Linked DNA regions of Mus musculus: region 1 is linked to region 2. The links are chromatin contacts, called in public HiChIP or PLAC-seq maps. All regions are on one chromosome and are shown on one strand. The core of a region is the stretch at or near the end of the contact, and the rest is flanking DNA. Distances in the headings are between cores, read along the strand shown. Region 1 has its middle 35 kb from the start of Gm33341. Region 2 overlaps Gm16086 (a long non-coding RNA gene).

The links. HiChIP or PLAC-seq counts read pairs in DNA pulled down with a chosen protein or histone mark.
Region 1: an H3K4me3 HiChIP or PLAC-seq map of embryonic basal ganglia shows a contact between it and region 2, with 4 times the contacts expected there. The contact joins two enhancer-like sites. A contact is called at or near these places in 1 of 484 Hi-C or Micro-C datasets (CD8 T cells) and 1 of 115 datasets of contacts at active chromatin or transcription factors (embryonic basal ganglia).

What each region holds. Positions count from the first base shown.
Region 1 is chr12:107,857,469-107,860,432 of GRCm38.p6, reverse strand. No RefSeq gene overlaps it. Among named protein-coding and RNA genes, the nearest start is that of Gm33341, 35 kb to the right of the region's middle. Within about 2 kb of position 1,407, at least 12 of the 459 cell types and tissues checked have an H3K27ac peak or open chromatin away from gene starts, as enhancers often do. A contact at or near this core is called in embryonic basal ganglia, where this site is marked.
Region 2 is chr12:107,084,386-107,087,147 of GRCm38.p6, reverse strand. Gm16086 (a long non-coding RNA gene) reads left to right here. Exons shown (of 5, transcript XR_381903.3): 2 at 2,309-2,437. Among named protein-coding and RNA genes, the nearest start is that of Gm16086, 14 kb to the left of the region's middle. Within about 2 kb of position 1,302, at least 42 of the 459 cell types and tissues checked have an H3K27ac peak or open chromatin away from gene starts, as enhancers often do. A contact at or near this core is called in embryonic basal ganglia, where this site is marked.

The sequences.
Region 1 (2,964 bases), core at 158-2,657, 770 kb before region 2:
CTGCAGAGGAGTGGGTTAAAGCAGAGAATAAATAAGAATAAAGAAGGTTAAGAACATCGGGGAGTTAGCAAAAACGTAAAAAACAGGGCCCCACACGCAACTGCTGCTGCCCTCCTCCTCCTCCCCTCCCCTCCTTCTCTTTCTCCCCTCTTCCTCCTTTCTCCTCTCCCTCCTCTTCCTCTTTCTTTTCATCTCCTCCTCCTCCTCTTCATCCTCTTCCTTTTTCTCCTCCTGTTCCTCCTCCCCCTCCTCTTCATCCTCCCCTCCTCCTCTCCTCCTCCTCCTCCTCTCCTCCTTCTCTCCTCCTCCCCTCCCTCCTCCTCTCCGCCCCCCTTTTTCACCCCCACTCAGCTTTGCCATCTGCAGCGCCACCTCCAAGGCTGATGGGAGAGCCCTAAAAGGAAATCAGAGAAGCTTGCCTACAGACGCCTGGAATCCCGGCATTTCTTCTGTTTTCACCCAAGTCTGTGGCCACTGACACTCCTCTTTCACACCGCGGGTGGATAATAAGCCCCCTTCTCAGGCATCAAACTGCTCTTATACATTTTAATGTGACCTTAGACGGCGCTTTTCAGAAATCAGAGGCCCATCTGACTGCACTTGAGTTTGAATTGAGCTAATGGTATTCACCTCATCTTTAGATGCAAAATTGGAAGATAAAAGACCTTGATGTGAATGGGAGGGGAGGGGGGATGCGAGCAGTGGGGGCTGGATGGGTGGCAGGGGGCGGGGGGGGGAGCAGATTAGAGATACTGCTTAAAAAATCATGTGATTGCACGTTGATAACAAATGTCTCCTCTTTCCCCAGCTCCCCACGGGCTCCAGGGGTGTCCTTAACGCTTTTCAGTTTTAATGATAGAATCTCTTTATTTCTGGACCAGGAAAAAAATGCTTCTGCATATGTGTCTGGGAGATATGCTGACCTTTATCAAATCTTACTTTTTTTAAAAAAAAATCAGACGCAACAGTTATTGTAATATACCAGGTTCACAAGATGGAAAAAAACGGAGGTGGGGAGGGAAGGGGTGGGGAGGGAAGGAGTGGGGAGGGAGAAGAATCCGATGTGGCTTAACTTTAATAAAGAACTGTGCTTCCCTTTAAATGGCTGACGGCCGTCGTTCAGGTTTATAAGGGGCGCCTGGGTGATGGGGCACCCTCGGGGTGTCGTCTTAAGACCATCAAGAAAGGCTTTCTGAGTGAGAGCACACTTGGCTGCTGTCTGTGCCTCACTGATTCAGTCCCAGCCCTCACAGGGCACTAGATACTTGAAGGACTCTCAGAAGCACCAGTGGGCGTGACCAGATCAGCCTCGTCCTAAGAAAGAAAGAAGTAAAGAAGTCAGGAGGGATCCCCTGTAACTCAAAGAAAAACAAATGTGTGTCCTCTGGAGGCAGGCTGCCTGATTCCAGTTTTGACCTGCCTGCTGCCTGTCAAAGGCCACAAGAATGCTTCCCGCCACTAAGACTCAGCCACCCCAGGATGGAGGAGGCCAGGTGGGCCATCCATCAGTAGCACACCTGGTCTGCCTAAAGGAGACAGTGGCAGGGAGGGGCTGTGGACATCAGTGGGACCCCAGGGCACCCGGGAGAGTAGATCTGAATTTTGAATTGCTCAGACAGGACCCAGGCCTCTGGGTGCATGCATGCAGGGCGTGTTTATACGGATCGCAGGAGATGGAGTGGTGGGTTGGGCTGGGTTAACCTCTGGACTCCACAGCAGCTGCCTGCATGTGGCAGATGAGTGCTGAGGGGTTGTGGGTCCTGTGTGTAAGTGCCTCTGACTTCCATGGTGGGCCTGCTGGCTCAGATCCAACAGTGAAGGTGCTACAGATAGACTTTGACTTTTAATATGCCTCCGTGTGTGTGCCTGTACATATATGTGTGTGTGCTTGTGTGTGTGTTCTTGTGTGTATATATGCATACGTGTGCTTGTATATGTATTTGTGTGTGCCTGAGTGTGTATGTCTGTGTGCCTGTGTGTGCCTGTGTGCGCAAGTGAACATACATGTGCCAGTCTGTTTATGTGTGTACACACACTGATGCATCCGTGCCTGGGGTCACACATTCACACGTGTGCTTGTGTGTGTAGACACAATCTTGGCTGTTGTTCTTTAGGTACTGTCTACCATGTTTCTTTAAGACAGGGCTTCTCGCTGGCCTGAACTTTCCAAATAGGCTAGGCTGGCAAGCCTCAGGGATATGCTGTCCCAGTCTCTCCGGAAGCACTGGCATTACAATTGCACGCCACCACATCTGGATCTTTAAAAATGGATCTTAGATATTGAACTCAGGCCCTGTGCGGCAGAGCAAGGACAGAACTTACTGATCTATCTGCCTAACCCCTTAATAATTTTATTTTATTTTATTTTTTTAAAGTTGTGAATATACTCACCGTGGCCACTCTGTTCTGGGGACTCCTATCCTTCCTGAGAGTGACCATGCTCTGAATGGCTTCAGACAGGCTGAACCTAACCAGGAGGATTTCTGAGGTCTACTTCCAGCAGAACTTCCTGGTGGCTCTGGCTTAGGATAAGCAGATGGCAATACAGAGTTACTGTAGCTCATGGCATTTGTGTAGTAGAAGGTGACAAGTCCATGTGAGGCAGAGATTTACAAGTGTCCAAAATTTACTCACACTGGGTCCTCAGAACTAACATATACATATATATTCACATACATGTATACACATATGTTCATATGCATATATATATACATGTATGACATATACATAGATATGTATAAATAAGTAGGTAAGTATATATATGCATGTGCATGCATATGCACATATGTATATAGATATACATGTCACACACAATATATGTATATACATATGTCACACACACATATATGTATATATATATATACACACACACACACATGTATGTATATACACACACAAATGTATATATACATGAATGTTTATATGTATACACACACACACACACACATACACACATATAAAATT
Region 2 (2,762 bases), core at 53-2,552:
CCCCCCCCCTGGAAAGCACACCCCCTTGTTAAGAGCTATGAAATAACTGTCTCCAGAATATCTTTATGCCTTAGCTTAGGGCAAATTATTCATTGGAGGGAGAGGGACAGAGAGAGAGAGAAGGAAGGATGGAAGTAGAGAGAGAGGGAGGAGGAGGAGGAGGAGGAGGAGGAGGAGGAGGAGAAGGAGAAGGGAGAGGGGCATTTGGAGTTGAACAGAGATCCCTCCTAACTTTACAAAAAGAACAGAAATGTGATGTTATATACACTGCGTCTTGGTAGGCAACTTCCGATTGGAAGTCCTCATAGAAGACATCTATCTAAACTTCCTATGTTATGGTTAGGGAAATTACGATTTATTTAATGCTGTGTACCTGTCTTTTAAGGTCTAGTGCAGTTGTTCCAGATTCTTCCAAGGAGTCTTCCATCCCCCGACTCCAAGTCAGAAGGAAACATGCCCAGGGCTCCGAGCATCCGGCTGGCAGTGGCCATAGCCTTCAAGGTGTTATTAGGGATGTCTAACCCTAGAAAAATTGAGGGGCATTTGACGAGATAGTATCCAAACAGGTATGGGGGATGGGTCCCAGGGCGGTATGGTGATACATACTAAGGGATGTTTAGCACTGGGTTGCAGGTGCATAGGGAGAGGCCAGGCCTCCCTGAGCTGGTGGGCTGTCCACAATGGGGTTTGGCTGTCTTGCTCTTCTACTGCCCCCTCCTGGCAGAGTTCCCTGCCAAGGCATGAAGTGGGCTGCTTCTGGCTTGCTTGTCAAAAGGGTGTCAGCTAAGGGGTGGGAAGCCGAAACCCTTTCAAAACAAAGACAGCCGGGCAGATGTGAGCATTGGGAAGGCTAAAGATGCATCTTGGTAATGACTTGAGAGGCGTCCTGGGTGAATCTATATGAGAGAACCCCAGCCGCATGGTGTCCCCACCGTTGCCCCTCTGCTTGCATGGGTGCGGATAGGACCCGTTTAAGATAGGTGTAGACAGGAAGTCCCTCGGTGGAAGAGCATCGGAGCCTGTCATCGCATCCCACTACAGCCTTTAAAAGAAATTCTAACTCCAGATGTCGGCTTAGGGAAATGAATCAATTAGGCAAATGAAGACTTCCCCCATAAATCAGTGGGTGAGAGGCTTGGGTCCAGCCATGGCCCTGGTCCGGGGGATGGGATACTAGACTTGGCCAGGGCCCAGGGAGTGGACACTCCAGCCGTTCTCCACAGCCAGGTGACCCGGATCCCCTCTGCTCTTCTGAAGTTATGTTTACCCCCTTGGGAGCTGGTTTGATTTAGAGAGAGTGCTGTGAGTCTCTCCACCCCCTTTTCCTCAGAAGATAATAAAGCCTCGGGCTTCAGAGTGGGACCCAGTGTAAGCCGGTGTCACTATTCATAAAATAATTGAGTTTACACAAAAAGTGATTTCAGTAATAGCTGGCTTTTTATAAGTATGTACATTTTATTTAAAATTACTGACTCAAAAGGCAAGGTAGAAAAAAAAATCACCTCCAACAACTTCCTGTAATTGCGAATTATTGTGAGGGAAACAGAAGGGAGAGCTTTCGAAATTATGAGCCATTATGCTCAAGAGAGAAAGAGAGAGAGGGAGAGAGAGGAGAGGGAGAGAGAGAGAGAGAGAGGAGAGAGAGGCAGTGGAAGGGGGAAAAAAAGAGACAGCTCGGCTTCATGAAACACAGCTGACAAGCTCGGCTAAATTACCCCCGGACCATTACAAAAATCACTTAATTGCCGAGCATTTTGTTAGGTCAATTGACTCTAATTGAAAAAATAACAAAAAGCTTATTATGCTGCAAATGTGGCCGTGGAAAATGAGTCTTCTGTTAGAAGGAAACAATAATTCTAAATTTCAGCTGCCTCTTACACTGTGAAGTTCACTGTTTCCTTGGGGTAGAACCCACTGTAGCCGAGAAGGAAAGCAGTATGTGTTGATGCCTTTTTCCTTTTCGCCCTCCGCATCTCGGCCTGCTCTTTCTTCCTCTGCCTCGCCTGACCCCTACCCAAACCCACCTTTCATGGCAGAGAGAGCCCCCCACCTCCACCCCTTCTTAAGCAGATACACACAAACCCCCTCTTCACCTCCAGCTCCCTTTTACCAGTGTGAAAAGTTCAGGAGACAAAGGGCTGACTCATGGCAGGGTCCACATCTGTGAACTATCCCATTTCCACCCAGACATCCCATCCCCAGCTCACCTCGGACAGACTCATTTGAGGGTGTCAGGAGCCCCCCAGCCCTGTCTGCCAGGGAGCCGGTCTTTTCTTGCTCTCATTCCTGCCTCTTCTCCCCTTTCCAGCCTGGCTGACAGGAGGCAGCGGAAAACTGAAGACCAGGAGATTTTTCCAAAATGGCCCCCTGACATGCACATCTAAGGCTGGCCCTGATTGACATCAAGTGCAGCAATTAAACCCACCAGCTGATGAAGGTGAAGGCTTACCCATGATTATACATCTTGGGGATGGTTTGGCCAGAGTTGGTGCATTTTAAAAAGCCTACGGACCTCAGCTCCATCGCTGCCCCAATTATAGACTTGAATGGTGGGAGTTCACAATGGGTGTGATTCTGCTCTGAAAAAAAAAAGGGAAAAAAAAAGTAATTGTTTGTTCATAAAACCAAGAAGCCTGGGTAGGAGAGTCTGATGGTAGAGCCTTTGTTTGGAAAGCTGTGGGAAAGAAAGTGTCTCTCTCTGTGTGCATGAGTGTGGCACTATGTGTAAGTGAGCACATTTGTGCCCAAGTGTGGGACTCTGT